4 separate regions of the Mus musculus genome follow, and regions 2, 3 and 4 are each linked to region 1. The links are chromatin contacts, called in public Hi-C and promoter capture Hi-C maps. All regions are on one chromosome and are shown on one strand. The core of a region is the stretch at or near the end of the contact, and the rest is flanking DNA. Distances in the headings are between cores, read along the strand shown. Region 1 holds the start of Mat2b (methionine adenosyltransferase II, beta). Region 2 holds the start of Ttc1 (tetratricopeptide repeat domain 1). Region 3 holds the start of Rnf145 (ring finger protein 145). Region 4 holds the start of Rars (arginyl-tRNA synthetase).

Region 1 (3,660 bases), core at 614-3,113:
ACCTTGGCTTGCCTGATAATCATTCCTGCCTCAGCTTTTAGAGTGATGGGACTGAAGTATAAGCCGCCACGCTCAGCTACTGTACCATTTTTTTTTTTAATGAAAAAGGTTGCTGGGTGTGGTGGCATCATCAATCCCAGCCCACTGGAGGTGGAGCCACGCAGATCTCCGGGGATTTGAGGACAGCCATGAATACACAGTGAGACTGTTTAAAACAAACAAACAAATGCAACAACAGAAAGAAAAAACAAACAAACAAACAAAAAACCACCCTAAAAAGCAATCACATCTCCTCACCACTACAAACTTCCTGAGTACTGAGATTACAGACATGAGTTAGCACACTCAGTTTACCACTCTCTACTTTTCTTTTACTGAACTGGGGAAATGCATTAAGCCTACACGAATACATGCTCATACGCACACACCTTTGGTCACATGCCGTCACCAGTCTGGAACTGCAAATACATTCGAACTTTGGCTAAGGCCCAGCCATTTGGAGATAATATTGAATGTGCATCACGCAAATGTAAAAATTTCCCATTATCAACTGGTTGTGGTGGCTCAGATCTTCAATCCCAGCACTCCTCGAGGCAGAAGCATCTGAGTCCAAGGCCAGCCTGGACAACACATACTGAGTTCTAGTTTGGGTTTCTATTGCTGTGTGAAAACATCAAAGCATTGTTTGGCAGGAGGTACTTAGCTTACCATTTCCACATCACTGTTCGCCCCTGAAGGAAGTTAGGACAAGACCCTGGAGGCAGGAGCTCACACAGGCCTTGTGAAAACTGCTTAATTCCTCAGCCAGCTTTCCTAAACAACTCAGGACTATAACAGCCCAGGGGCTCCGTCCTCCCAAGTCAATCGCCAATTAAGAAAAGGCGCTACAGGTTCACCTAATAATAGCCTAATCTTATGGCGGTATACTCTTAACAAGAATCCCTCATCTCAATAGGGACTCCCTTATCTCTAGTAACTCTAGCAAGCACAGGACCCTCCCCCAAATTAAAAGTTTGCATTAAAAAAAAAAAAAAAACTGGCCACATCCTAGGCGTTTTTATATCAGCAAGACACATTAGTTCATCGACTGTGCTGGATACATTCTGTAGGTCAGTAAGTACTTAACGGGCTTGAAACACGGGACCGTGGACCAGACTTGGAAACATGCTGGGGGAAGTTTACCAGACATGCAATTTCTTTCAGCAGTCTTCCACCACGCAAAATACAGCGGTTCAGAAAACGTAGAAGCTAAAAGCCCAACACTGGAATTCCTGCTCAAACCTTCCTGAATAAACTCGAGGCGGTGCCCGTCTGCCTACCAGGGAGCCTGAGCGTTCACAGCACCGCACAGTCGGAAATCCTGACAGCCTTAAAAGTGCCTCAAGGAACCCGCCCCGTGCAAACTATGAATTCACCAAGTTGACCCCGCCGACACCGCCATTTATGGAAAGTCACTCTCCCCCTGTCCTTAAAGATCCAGGAACACAAAACAAAGATGATGACTACTGAAACGGGAGCCAGCCCGCGGGAGGCGGCGGGAGGCACCGGGAGTCTCCACCTCCGCGCTCCCCGGGCTGCAGCGGGCGTGAGCGCAGCCCTACAGGGAGAGAGGTAAACAAACTCAAAGGCGCCACCCCGGCTCCATGCCCCGAAGCTCACCTCCACCAGCTGGCAGCAGCCGGGGACGAAGTGGATGGAGAGCTCCTTCTCCCGGCCCACCATGCCCGCAGTCTTTGCGCCGCTTCAGTCGCGACCGCAAGCTCCACTAGCGCAGCACTGCCAGGGGCCGCAGCGCCCGCGCCCTTGGCCCTCCTCCCCTAGGCCCAGGCCGACCCCGGCTGCCGCTTCCGGCTTCCGCCGCCCTGGCCGCGCCTGTTGATTGGCCGCCTCTCGCCACGCGTTCAAAAAGGGGCGGAACCTCAAGGGACGCTGTCAGCCCATGTGCCAGTTCTTAAGGAGATAGAGCGTTAGAACGCAGGCACTGGTGCCAAGCGATGGATGCAGGCTTCCTTGGGTTTAAGAGTGTTGGCTTTTTTGTTTGTTTTTTTAAAATCTCTCCTACTTATTCCTTCTTAGTGAAGGGTAAGGAATCGATTCGCCTAGGTTTGCAGACTGCGAAATGCCTAGGAGTCAACCAAGCATGTATTATAGAAAATAGACTAAAACATCTGTAAAGTTAGGAGGCAAGAAGGTAAGGGTTGTCCCGTGAACACAGAGCTAAGGCTGGACTGAGTTGGTTTTAGGCAGTCCGAACCTCAGGCTGGCCTTGGGCTCAGAGAAAGACCTGCAATTTCTGATCCTCTCTAGTTTCCTTGTCCAAAGGCATCAAAGGGTTACAGGAGTGAACAACCAACCTAGGCAAGGTGCGGTTCGTCCTTTAAGGCAAGAAGAAAGAATAAAAATAGGACTGTGCTCAGAGTCATTAACATCCCTGAAAGCTATGTTTTTCTGGAATGCTAAAAAAAAAATGCTGTGAAGTTTGAAAACTGTTTATTTTTAGCTAATTAAAAATAAAAAGGTGTGGGAGAGAATGTTACTTTCTAAAAGGCAGGTTCTTCGTATTTCCCCCCCCGCAGAACCACAGGAGAAACTCAACTGTGCTAACAAGCCCAGTCAACTTTTAAGTAGATTTAACAGGCGTCCTGGCTGCCCTTTGGAGGCTTCACTTAGGGGACGACGACGCCCGGGGCTGCTGGAGCCAAGCCAAGGAGGAGCTGCTAAGACTTAAAATGAGGGAGCCAAGGAAGGGCGGAATGCCAGGCGCTCCTTCCAGCCCTGTGTGGTTGTTCAAAAGTTAATCAGAAACAACAGCTCGCAGGGTCTGACTCAGCTCTCAACTGTAACCTGCAGGTTACAAGCTCCGAAGCACAGCAACAGGCAAGCCAGTGAAATTTACCCTGAAAAAAAGCCCGGGCACACTTTTTCTCCGCCCACTCTCTACCCAACAATCTATTCCCATCCAGACACCCACGATAAGGGATTTCAAAACTCGCCCCAAAACGTGACCACTGCCTGAATTACCCCCAAAGGCCTCATTTTCAGAATCCTTTTGGTTTATTTTTAGACTAAGGATTAAGCTGCCCCTTGGGAAAAGTTTTCCTCAGTCAGGTGATAGTTTTTCTCCCACCCCCCCACCCCACCCCCCCCCACTAAAGAATTTATTCCCTCACTCTTTGGAAGAGCAAACAAAGGCAGCCTAAGGCTCCCTACTTTTCGAATTTTTTTTTTATAATCCGGGTCTTATGGTTATTAAAAGGGCTAGCTATCCCAACACTAAATTATAATAATAATTAGAAGTCCGAGGGAGGGACAAATCCAAGATCCCTCATCCTAATTAAAAGTGAGAATATTTCAAGTTTCTGGTTGATGTGTGTGTAGTTTGCTTCCTAGAGGGGATCATAAAATGTACTCAATAGGAAGACTCAAAATTTTCCACAATTAGTGTGATTCTCAGAGCAACCTTGTGAAGAGAGTGAGAAAATGTTTGCTTGCCTATATATAAGAGTACGGTTTGACACAAGTCAGGCAAAAGTTGGGTATAGCTTATTTAATAAGAAAAGGCTCTGTTTACAGCCAATGTCTGACTTCCGATGGGGGTTGGGGAGTCACGTCTCAAAGAGTGCAAACTGGAACTGAAAGTCCCATTAGCAGATTCAAGCT
Region 2 (3,738 bases), core at 1,130-3,629, 3.1 Mb after region 1:
CCGGCTGTATACAGTCTTAAATCCCTTCTGTCGGATATTAGCCCCGAAATTTAGAATACCCAAGATATAAGATACAATTTGCTAAACGCATGAAACTCAAGAAGAACGAAGACCAAAGTGTGGACACTTTGCCCCTTCTTAGAATTGGGAACAAAACACCCATGGAAGGAGTTACAGAGACAAAGTTTGGAACTGAGACGAAAAGATGGACCATCTAGAAACTGCCATATCCGGGGATCCATCTCATAATCAGCTTCCAAACGCTGACACCATTGCATACACTAGCAAGATTTTGCTGAAAGGACCCAGATATGGCTCTCTTGTGAGACTATGCCAGGGCCTGGCAAACACAGAAGTGGATGCTCACAGTCAGCTATTGGATGGATCACAGGGCCCCCAATGGAGGAGCTAGAGAAAGTACTCAAGGAGCTGAAGGGATCTGCAATCCTATAGGTGGTACAACAATATGAACTAACCAGTACCCTGGAGCTCTTGTCTCCAGCTGCATATGAATCAGAAGATGGCCTAGGCGGCCATCAGTGGAAAGAGAGCCCCATTGGTCGTGCAAACTTTATATGCCTCAGTACAGGGGAACGCCAGGGCTAAGAAGTGGGAGTGGGTGGGTAGGGGAGTGGGTGGGGGAGCGTGTGGAGGACTTTTGGGATAGCATTGGAAATAAATGAAATAAATACCCAATAAAAAAAATATGGAAAAAAAAAACCCTTCTGTCTTTCACACCTAAACAAACTTCTACATATAACCCCGCCAAACACAGCTTGACTTTCTTTGACTGGGGAGTCATTATTTTTATTTATTTGTTTTATAAGTATTATTGGTTTTTTTGTTTTGTTTTGTTTTCTAGACAGGGTTTCTCTGTGTAGCCCTGGCTATCCTGGAACTCACTTTGTAGACCAGGCTGGCCTCGAACTCAGAAATCTGCCTGCCTCTGCCTCCTGAGTGCTGAGATTAAAGGAGTGCACCACCATGCCCGGCTTGTTTTTTTTTGTTTGTTTGTTTTTGTTTTTTGAGACAGGGTTTCTCTGTGTGACCCTGGCTGTTCTGGAACTTGTTTTGTTCATCAGGCTGGCCTTGATCTCAGAGATCCACCCTCCTCTGTCTCCCCATTGCTGGATTAAAGGAGTATGGATCATGCCTGTCCAAGGAAGTCATTTTAAAAACAGGATATCACCAATTGTGGTGGCCCATTCCTGCAGTCTCATCATTGGGGAGATGTAGTTAGAAAGATCAGAAGTTCAAGGCCATCCTTGGTTACACAGCAAATGTGAGGCTAGCCTGGGCTATGAGACCCTGTATTAGGCCCCTCCCCAGCCCCAAACTAGAGTATAATAAACTCACACTCAATGCCAATTATCATTTTAACTGATAGTCTTGCTGATCAAATATGGTATCAGACTTATACCAAGACTAACATCCCCACTTCCCACTGGTGTTGGAGACCGAATCTCAGACTTTGTGGTACATGTAAGCCATTTAAACAACTGAACCACACCCTCGATCCATACCCTAAATGAAAAGACTGATTTTAATGTGACTTTTCCACGTCCGGCAGCTTGCTGGATGGCACAAATTAGACAGAATCCAAAACAGCTGCAGGGGAAAAAAAAAGAAAGAAAGAAAGAAAGAAAGAAAGAAAGAGTTCTAATCTTTGTTCAGAATAAATGACCAAGTTGTCAACAGGAAACAATGAAGTCCGAATGGGACACTATCGCCACCGGGAGCCGAAGAATAAGTTTCTTATGGAGCCCAAGATGGCATCTGTGCCCAAATCGTGCTTATCATCGTAAGCAAATGCAAGCGGTATAGCTTAGGTAGCTAATTCTGGAAGGGGAGCCTTTGCGCAGATGTTTTCACAGGCATCCTCCAGGGACTCAGAACTCAGCCTTGGAAGAGCCGGTTCTCAACTCTCGCTGCGCAACCCTGCTGCCCAGATCCTGACAATATTGGTCTGCAGTCAGGTCAGAGCATCTCTGTTTTTTTAAAGTGACTCTGATGATTTTACGTTCATCCTATTAACCACTGCTGCTCTAGAAGCTGAGTCAGAACCTCTGCGGTGCCTGCCACCCCTCTGGTCGCAGCAAAACCACGCCAATGACCCAGTGTCGCGTTAAAGTCCGAATTCGTCCTAGCCTGTTAAAAGGAAAAGTTAAAAGGGAGGGTCAGGACTCGCAGGCTTCGCTTTTACTCGAGTGTCGCGTCCCTCCCGGCTATGAGTCAAGGTTAGAAAAGCCCCTCCCCGCGCGACCCCGCGCCTGTCCCAGGCCACAGTCCTCACCGAACGCCGCGAGACCCACGATGGGCTTCACAACCTCCCAGCTCCTCTCTCCACCGCTCCTGCCTCCGAGTCCTTCTACTTCCTCCTGAGTCAGGTGCACTTCCGGCCGCGCTGGCCAATGGCGCCATTGCTGGCAAAGCATTCTGGGAAATGTAGTGGCCAACTCGAAGAGAGTGAGCGGAAGTAGCTGTGTGACGTCACTGTACGGCTCAGTACTATGAGCCTCAGCTGTCATCTTGAGTTATGTCAAATCCTGCCAATTAGCACAAAGTAATTTTTCAAACGCGACTACTTGTGGCTTTAAAAACGTCTTTATTCTGGCGTCCCTCATGTTAGGAATGTGCATAAGAACCCGAAAACATCCTTCGTCCCTAAATAAACATTTCTTTCCAGTAGTTTCCAAAGTGCCTTTCAAGAGCTCTGTTAGGAGAGTAACAGTTTTCAAAACAGTAAATATTACACACTTTTTCCACTCATTTTCTCATGACTGTACAGCGCTTTCCAGAGGTTGTCTTCTGATATAGTGCAACAGAAGGAATACAAAAAGGGGTGAATTATTCTAGCTGTTAGGCAAGTCCGTCTATTTGTGAGCTAGACCTCCAGGCCTTCACCTGTCCTGTATTAAATCAGAGATTTGCAAAAAATTGAAACAATGCCATTCTTCTTGTGACAGGATAGCAAAGATGGAGAAAATTAAAAAGACATCGGAAAGGAAAGTAGCCTTTCATCAAGACTGGTTAAGTCTCTCCTAGGCTCAGTCATGAATTCCCACAAGGGGCTAGGAAGCATGACTTAGCAATTGAGAGCAATGACTGCACTTTCAGAGGACCAGGGTTCAATCCCCAGTACTCACATAGCAGCTTACCACAACTTTAACTCCAGTTCCAGGGCATTTAAGATCCTCTTCTGAACTTCATGGCCACCAGGCACACACATGGTAAACAGGCATACATGTAAACAAACACTCATGCACACCAGAAGAGTTAATTAGATAACAGTAAAGTTAAAAAAATTCCATAGAGTTATACAAAATTTCATAGACAGAAATACTGTTCCTTTGATTTATTTGTTTTTAAATGTAGATACTTTAAGAATTAACACAGAAGCTAGGCAGTGGTGTCACTTGCCTTTAATCCCAGCACATGGGAGGCAGAGGCAGGCAGATTTCTGAGTTGAGGCCAGCCTTGTCTAAAGAGTGAGTTCGAGGACAGCCGGAGCTATACAGAATTATTAAAAAAAAAAAAGATTTAACACTGAAATGAAACATAAGACATACCCATACCGCTGGGCTGTGGTGGCGCACGCCTTTAATCCCAGCACTTGGGAGGCAGAGGCAGGGGGATTTCTGAGTTCGAGGCCAGACTGGTCTACAAAGTGAGTTCCAGGACAGCCAGGGCTAAACAGAGAAACCCTGTCTCGAAAAACAAAACAAAACAAGACATACT
Region 3 (4,030 bases), core at 336-2,835, 3.8 Mb after region 1:
TGCCATTCCTTGGATAGGGCATCCTGCACTGCTTACGAGTGAGGAACATGAGGCAGTGAGCAGTGACATGCATGCATTCACATCACTCTCTGCTTCTAGACTCTGGGTGAAGTGACCAGCTGTTTCAAGTTCCTGATGCCTTAACCTGCCCCACGAGGGACTGTGCGTTAAACAGTGAGCTGAAACACACCCATTCTCCATAAATTCTGTCCAAGTTTTATCACAGTCACAGAAAATGGGAGGGAGATATGCTACTGTGAACTTTAGTGATGGCTTTGGCTACATATTACTTATTTTACATCTATGAATGTTTTGTCTGCAGATATGTCTGAGCACCACATGTTTGTAGTGTCCATGGAGGCCAGAAGAGGGCGTCAGATCCTCTGGGACTCGAGTTACCAGCTACACCTGGGTGCTGAGAATTGAACCTGGGGGTGGGGTGTTCTCTAGAAGAACAAAAAGGGCTCTTAAGAGCTAAGCCATCTCTCCTGCTCTGATGACCTTGTATATGTAGAGGTTGTGTTTACAGTTTTATAGCAGGGGAGACCCAGAGGTTCAGAATCGTGGGTGTATGTGTCTCATAAGCAGTGGACAAGGACACATAAACATCAAAGAATACTCATTTTGTCTTGTACAGATTGTAAGGTGGAGGCTCTTGGCAAGTTTCCGAATGAGCCAGAATGGTTGCAATGCCTTACAAATCACTTGGTGTTCATCTTCTGTTACCTAGGCACTGCCTAATGAAAGGCCACACTAGTTTCTAGTGGCAACTGATTCTCAAGGGACTAAACTAAAAGCAAGGAACAACAGAGCAAATGGCAGAAGGTAATAGCGAGGCAATGGTAATACAGATGAACGTAGTAATAGATCCCTGCAAAGATCAGCTTAAGTCCTCAGCAAGCTTATATACTATATAGACACAGATCCTGCTCTAAAAGCTTCTACATTTATAATACGGCAAGAATGTGCCATAGTATTAGGAGACTAGAGCAGAACAAAAGGGTTTCAGGGAAAGGGTGTGTGCACACTAATGTGGTTTGAACCTTGAACCAAAAGAAATGGCAAACCTATTTACACCTTTTATTTTCATACAGTAGTTAATCATTTGCACCAAACGAAGGAGCCGGAATACAGTCCCAGGGAGCAATTCCAAACCATTCACTCATCCAGCATTTTACTCTTCGTCGTCCCTGATGCCTTAGAGACGAGTCTTAGTCTAGTCAAGGAGAGAGTTAAAAATTGCTCTGGGTTTGCACGCGGCAGGGACCAGCCTTTCACATTGTCCCACGTGGTCCCAGCAGGTGAGTGTAGGTGTGGGCGCGTGCGGCTCGTGGTGTCTGCGGAGTGAGCGCGAACACGTGTCAGAATGGCTGGGGTCACAGTGCATGTCCCGGTGTCGCCTCACCCTTCCTTGGAATAGTCTGCCGGACCAGCACCAAAGAGAAGCCGGCGTTTCGGGCCCACTCAACGGAGGCGGTGCGGGAAGATCCCGCCGTGCGCGATTGTGAGTGAGCGTGGGCGCACGGGGGCCGGGCGATGGCGAGCTCGCGCGCAGGCGCAGAGCGCGCGAGCCGGCGGTCGCCGCAGAGCGCGGGGGGCGGAGCCGGAGCGCGGGGACCAGGCCATGGCGGCCGCCGGGCGCTGGTGCCGGCGCTCGGCCCGGGAGCGCCTTTGTCGCCGCGGAGGATGGTGACCTCACGGTTCGGGCCGCTTCCGCTGCCTCCGCCTCCCGAGACGCCGCAGCCGAGGCCGGACGCGGGAGAGCCGCCGCTGTGAGCCGCGCAAACCGGGCCCCCCGCCGTCGGAACCGAAGATCTCACCGGAGGGGCGGGAATCGGAGCCGGGCAGCAGCGGACACCGCCATCCCCAGTGCCGCCCCGCAGGCAGGGAGGCTGCGGCTCCAGGTGACTGCGGTCAGCCGGGAGCATCCCGCAGGCCTGCTGCCCACTGCGCCTCCCCTCCCCTCCCCCACCCTCGCTCCTCCCCGCCGCGCCCCCTCCTTCTCCGGCTCTTGGCCCCGGCCTGGTCCCCCTCCGCACCGCGCCCTCCCGCCCACCCCTGAGCAGCGATCAGTCTCCTGCGACCTCCTCGCAGAGCCTCATACTCGTTCCCGGGGCCTCGGCTGCCTCCTCACCACCTTCCATCCTTCTTTCCTCCCGCGCCTGGAGAGGGAGAGAACCCTCACATTCCTGAGATGCCCTCATTGGGGCTCACCCCTCTCTGCTCTCCTGTACCCCGGTTGCAAGGCCTTTCCCGGTCTCTCTGGCAGAGGTGTCCAGTCCGGGCTCCTTTGCTCAGGTTTGCATTTCTAACTTTTCGTCTTTTGCGTTTCTGTTCACTCTTTTTGCTTTCAAGCTTCTTCCCTCTTCCCTGGCGTCTCCTCACCTCGCAGCCCCTTAACTCAGCCTAACCATGTGCAGGCGGTGCAGGTTGCGGGTTTCAGAAAGACCTGCCAAGCCCAAAGAATAGGGGGACCCCTGGCTTAGTGTGCAGTGCGCCTCTCTTCAGTCACGAGCAGCTCATCTCTCTCTTACTGTGTTCCTTTTCCCGCTCGCCATCCCTGGGTTCGCCCTCTCCAGTTCTGCTTTCCCACCCTAGGACCTTTGTGGAATGAACCCCCTATTCTATCTAAGGGTTAGGAACTTGACTCATATAAGCGCGCCTTATGAGGCGCGGTAGAGCCAGCACCCTTGGCGAGGCAGGGAGCACCCGGGCTTCTCTTCCTGGCAGAGTTTCTGCTCCACGTAATCCCCTAGCCTTGGGGCTGCTGCGTCCGTGCCGCGCTGCTGTGCTGTGCTCGCTGCCTGCTTGCGGCGAGCTGGCTTGGGGTTACTACAGTTCAAATGTATCTGAGCAAAGCAGGCGGGGTTGGGGGAGGTGCGGGGAGAGAGTGAGATGGGGCGGGGGAAGGGGCCTTTGCAGTGGGAAGGCATCAAAGATTAATGGATGGCTTTGCATCTCTGTCTGCAGTAAACAGGAAACTAGTCTGAAAGGAAGGGGTGTGTGTGTGTGTCTGTCTTTATTTTATAAAATACCGAGTGTGCAGTTTTGTGAATCTTGAACCAGACCCAAAAGGATGAGCTGCCGGTGCTGCAGTCGTGACCTAGGCTGAGCGTCCAATGGCAGAGGTAGCGTTGTTTTCCTTCTCTGTGTCGGGCCCTTAGGTTGGACGATGGCTCTTTCACTGGAGGGTGGACTCTTATCTGTGGATGTGGTTTCGGAGATGATGAGGAATCACAGGATTGCTAGTAGTTTCTGTGGAAACCAAGTCCCTACAAAGTTAGCTAGCAACACAGTGGGAGTGGGGAGGATTAGCTATATTTAAAACGTGTGCCAGCGCTTATGTAAGGAAGTTCTCTTTCCTGGTCTCCTTTCTGGGCGGAGTTACTTTCGGATTTTAGGGTCCAGCTTCGCCCTCTCGTTTTTGTTTTTGTTTTTTTGTTTTTTGTTTTGTTTGTTTATTTTTTTTAAGGTCTCAGCATCCCAATGGATAGACAGCCTCCTTGTCCCCCATTTGCTTAGATTCAGTTTTAGTTGATTTAGAATTTGTTTGAATTGCTGGGAGCAGAGAAGGAAGGTTGATGGTGATGGTTTTGTTTGTAACTTTCAGCCCTAAATTATCTGTTATCAATTTAAGTCATCTTATTTTTGCTTTGTCTTTTTTAAAAAGGTAGTTAAGGAGTTGTGGGATTCCTTTTTTTTTTAATACCACATTTTTTTTTTTTTAAAGATAGTTTTCCAACGGAGCCCAGCAGTTACATTTTTCTTACTGTTGAAGTTTCTTTGTCTGATTTCTCCCTATTCAAAACTAAACTTTGGTAGTTTTAGGACAATGCAGAGTGAGGATCTGTGTTTCCTAACCCTCAAGCCCTATAATAAACTGCACATTATACAAGACGTTGTTTCCATGTCTTGGAAAGGCATTTATTGAAACAGCCAGGGTTTGGGGTTTTGGTGAGCATTTATTGAGTCTTTCCGTTTCTGGGAAGAAACATTTTCTGTTTCTGGAAAGAAAGTTTACTGTTTCTGG
Region 4 (3,615 bases), core at 594-3,093, 4.9 Mb before region 1:
AGGCAGAGAAAGTTTCGCAACATTAAATGAAAAGAACCCCAAAAGATGCTATAAAGCATAACACAAAACTGCAAAATAAACAACTTCATTGCAGAGGAGTTAGGAATCAGTGAGTGCATTTTAAAACATCCCTGTTAGTTGCTCCTGAGAAACTGTTTCTTTTACAGTAGTTAAAATGGTTTTAAAAACAAAAGACATTCCTTTGACAGCATGGACATAAGCCTTTGAAGAAATCTCAACTTCCAAACCATTAAACCATCGTAATGAACCACTTAAAAGGGGTATCATAATAAACTACTTAAAAGGGCCCTGGGAAGCCAGTGCCGCCCCACTTTCTCCAGCCTAATGAGTCCTAACTTGCCTTATGCAGGAAAACTGATTTCTAAACAAACTCCTCTTCTCAATTCTTATAGCACGTACTTCTAGAATCTTCAGTAACAACAACAACAGCAACAACAAATTATTTGAAAACATCCGGAGCACTTACCCTTCGAAGAATATTCAGCCTATACTTCAATTTTAAATTTTCTTCTCGTAACTGTTCCAAACTTGGAGAAGCTTCCAAGCAGCCACAGTTCTTCAGCCGGTCGATCTCAGCAGTCAGAGCCTTAATCTCCCTTTCCTGTAAGGGAAAGGCAACTTTTCCAGGTCAAACAAATGCTTCCCGGATAATGGCAAACCTTACCACAGACTTCCTCATTTCGCTCTCCACAACATGTGGGGTAGAAAAATGAGAATGGACTTTGCAATGATTTTACTGACGTCAGCAATCATCCTTTATGAGATGGAACTGAGTTCACATGTGTGTGCTGGGGATGAGGGACTGCGGGGCAGAGAATATAACTCAGCCAAGTGTGCATGGCAGTACACATCTCCAGTCCTAGCAGTTGAGAGGCTGTGAGTTGAAAGTCCAGGGCCAGAGTCAAACACGGAAGTCTCTTCTTTAGCTAGGTGCATCCTGATTTAGTCAGAGTACAAGTTTCTGGCTTTACTACCTGTGTTGCTAAATCTAATGACTTGGGACTAAAAAAAACCAAACCAAATCAAAAACGACAAAACAAACCAACAAACATCAGTAGGAGTTGGGGACTTGCACCCCTCAGTGCTGCTTGCCACACATAGGCCTTGGCTCTGGGTTAGATCCCGAGACAAAAAGGAGTCAATCCATCTTTTGTCATATTCGAAATCACTCAAGTGTCCGTCTTTGCCTTTTCTGGGTCTACGTAAACTTCATATATATATGGTTTTTTTTTTCCCCATCTCTCCAAGATCTGCTACTATTCACTGGACTCAGCAGTAAAGAGCTTGTCCATTTATTTTGCACCTCGGGGATGATTTGCATAAAAGCAGTTATTGTCCAGGGAAGACTTAGACAAACTGAGTTCCTAACGCTAGTGTCTAGGCCCGAAAAAGAAAAGGGGCTGGTCTTACTTTCGTTTTTCAAAATTGTGACACTGTTCCAGACCAACACTGGCGGCTTCTTGGGAAGTTTCCGGCTGGGTCTCAGGGCACACCTGTCCTGCTCTAACCTGGCCTGGGCGACCAGCAGAGTGAGCCTCGCTCGCTGTCCACCCTCTCTTCTCTGAGTGACAGTCGCACGACCCGGCCAAGAGGAAAGGGCCAGCGGAGCAGCAAGGCTTCGCAAGCCCCGAGGTCCCGGACTGGGGTCGCCGCGGCCGCCTGTGGAAGCCACTGCGGACTCTGCCCCGCCGCCGCCCGCTCCAGAGCCCTCCGCCCCGCCCAGGGACAAACCTGCTGCAGCAACCGCGCGGAGCACTGAGCCACCAGACCGTCCATCCTCTCGTCAGCGACTCACATGCCAAGCGGCCGGAAGCGGAAGTGTCTAGTTTGGGCCGGAAACGGAAATTCCTACCCGGGTAAGTCACTGTTTTTGGTTTTTCAGGGCGCGCCCTCTGCTGCCCCCTAACGGGATCCAGGAGACACTGCGAGAGAGGCGGGGAGCAGGCCAAAGCAACCTACCCTCTGCTTGGAGGCATGGCGCGGGCATGGGCACAGAACCCATCCCTCTTTTGTTTTGATTTTTTGTGTTTTTTGTTTTTGTTTTTTTCGAGACAGGGTTTCTAGCCCTGGCTGTCCTGGAACTCCCTCTGTAGACCAGGCTGACCTCGAACTCAGAAATCCACCTACCTCTGCCTCCCAAGTGCTGGGATTAAAGGCATGCGCCACCACTGCCTGCAACTCATCCCTCTGTTAAACAGGCATTTTTGTTGTTGTTCACATTAAGGTGCTAGATACTCTCTCCAGGATGTGAAGATGTTTAGAATGTATGATAAAAAAAGGTCCTTAAACTAATGGAGACTGCCTGAAAGGGGAAAGAGAAAACAATGGCTTTCCTTTTCATTGTATGTGTAGTGCGCGCGTGCACGCGCACATGTGCATGTGTAGACTTTTTGTATTCCACTCTGACCTTTGACTCTCCATCCTCCTGCCTCAGCCTCCTTACCAGGCAAACAATGTTTTAATTACCAAGAAAGGAAGGTGGTACAATGACTTGAGCCAGGCAGCCTCTTGGAGCATCTCTCAGGCTCTTCTGTTCGTTTGAAAGATGTAGCCCAGGGTAGTCTTGCATTTAGCTGAGCTTCTGATCTTTTGTCTTGAACTTCTGATCTTTTTCTTTCCACCTTCCAAGGGTCGTGGTAACGTGGTTTTACCACCAAGATGGATTTAGTTCACGTTAAAATTTACTTATCTTCATCCTAAACAATAATATCTATGAATCCATGGGCTGAGTGTGTGGGCTAAAGATGCTACATATTAAATAAATATAGGACTTGAGAGGTGGCTCAGTGGTTGAGAGCACTGGCTGTTTTTTTTTCCCCCAGAGGTCCTAGTTTGATCCCAGTATTCACATGGCAGCTCACACTCACCTATGAACATGTAGTTCCCTGGGATTTGATGCTCTCTCCTGGTGTGCAAGCATACATGCAGACAAAACACCCATATACATAAAATAGATAAACTTTCAAAAACAATCAACATATTATTATAGATAATAAAGAATGCAGCCATATCTACCTGTGTTTTCTTTTTGCTAGGTAGAGCGGGCTGGCCTAAAACTCAAGCATTTCCTGTGTTCTGGGATTACATCTGCTGCCTCTCCGGGCCTATAGTTTTCTATATTGTCACCAGTGGTACCTATACCCACTTTGAGAAAATGCTGCATTAAGGCACTTGGCTATCACCACAGCACATAAAAAAATGTTAAAAACACACACACACACACACACACAACACTGTGATTGCTGTGAATTCATTCCAGCCTGAGTTAGTGAGTTTTAGGACTGTAGAGTAAGGACCTGTCTCCAGGTAAGCAAGCAAACAAGCAAAAAAAAAAAAAAAAAAAAAAAAAAAAAAGGAAGAAGGAAGGAAAAAAAAGAGGTCACAAGCCACTGAGAAACGCCTATGTTCCCATTGCTACACAGCCGGATTGGAAGGACTTCGACTTTCCTTCAGTCAGTCAGTAATTGTCATGTGTTAGGGAATACTGTGTCAGGAGCTGAAATGGTGAACAGGTGTGTCTGGTGCGTGAGATATGAAACCTAGGGAATCAGATACATATGGTTGGCCAGAAGTACATAACGTCAAGCCTGCTAT

The links. Promoter capture Hi-C pulls out the DNA fragments that hold promoters and counts their contacts. A called contact is a pair of places that touch in the nucleus more often than the background predicts.
Region 2: a contact with region 1 is called in a promoter capture Hi-C map of pre-B cells. The contact joins the promoter of Ttc1 here to the promoter of Mat2b in region 1. A contact is called at or near these places in 3 of 39 promoter capture datasets (cranial neural crest, frontonasal cranial neural crest and pre-B cells).
Region 3: a promoter capture Hi-C map of hematopoietic stem and progenitor cells shows a contact between it and region 1. The contact joins the promoter of Rnf145 here to the promoter of Mat2b in region 1. A contact is called at or near these places in 3 of 39 promoter capture datasets (the HPC-7 cell line, cranial neural crest and hematopoietic stem and progenitor cells).
Region 4: a contact with region 1 is called in a Hi-C map of the CH12 cell line, with 3 times the contacts expected there. The contact joins the promoter of Rars here to the promoter of Mat2b in region 1. A contact is called at or near these places in 5 of 39 promoter capture datasets (the C10 cell line, cranial neural crest, hematopoietic stem and progenitor cells and 1 more) and 8 of 484 Hi-C or Micro-C datasets (the Ba/F3 cell line, the CH12 cell line, the G1E-ER4 cell line and 3 more).

Annotation. Positions count from the first base shown.
Region 1 is chr11:40,690,819-40,694,478 of GRCm38.p6, forward strand. It overlaps Mat2b (methionine adenosyltransferase II, beta), which reads right to left and starts at 1,864. Exons shown (of 7, transcript NM_134017.2): 1 at 1,660-1,864. The coding sequence starts at 1,722.
Region 2 is chr11:43,745,629-43,749,366 of GRCm38.p6, forward strand. It overlaps Ttc1 (tetratricopeptide repeat domain 1), which reads right to left and starts at 2,380. Exons shown (of 8, transcript NM_133795.2): 1 at 2,294-2,380.
Region 3 is chr11:44,517,371-44,521,400 of GRCm38.p6, forward strand. Rnf145 (ring finger protein 145) reads left to right here and starts at 1,586. Exons shown (of 11, transcript NM_028862.4): 1 at 1,586-1,904.
Region 4 is chr11:35,832,685-35,836,299 of GRCm38.p6, forward strand. It overlaps Rars (arginyl-tRNA synthetase), which reads right to left and starts at 1,844. Exons shown (of 15, transcript NM_025936.3): 1 at 1,753-1,844; 2 at 488-622. The coding sequence starts at 1,797.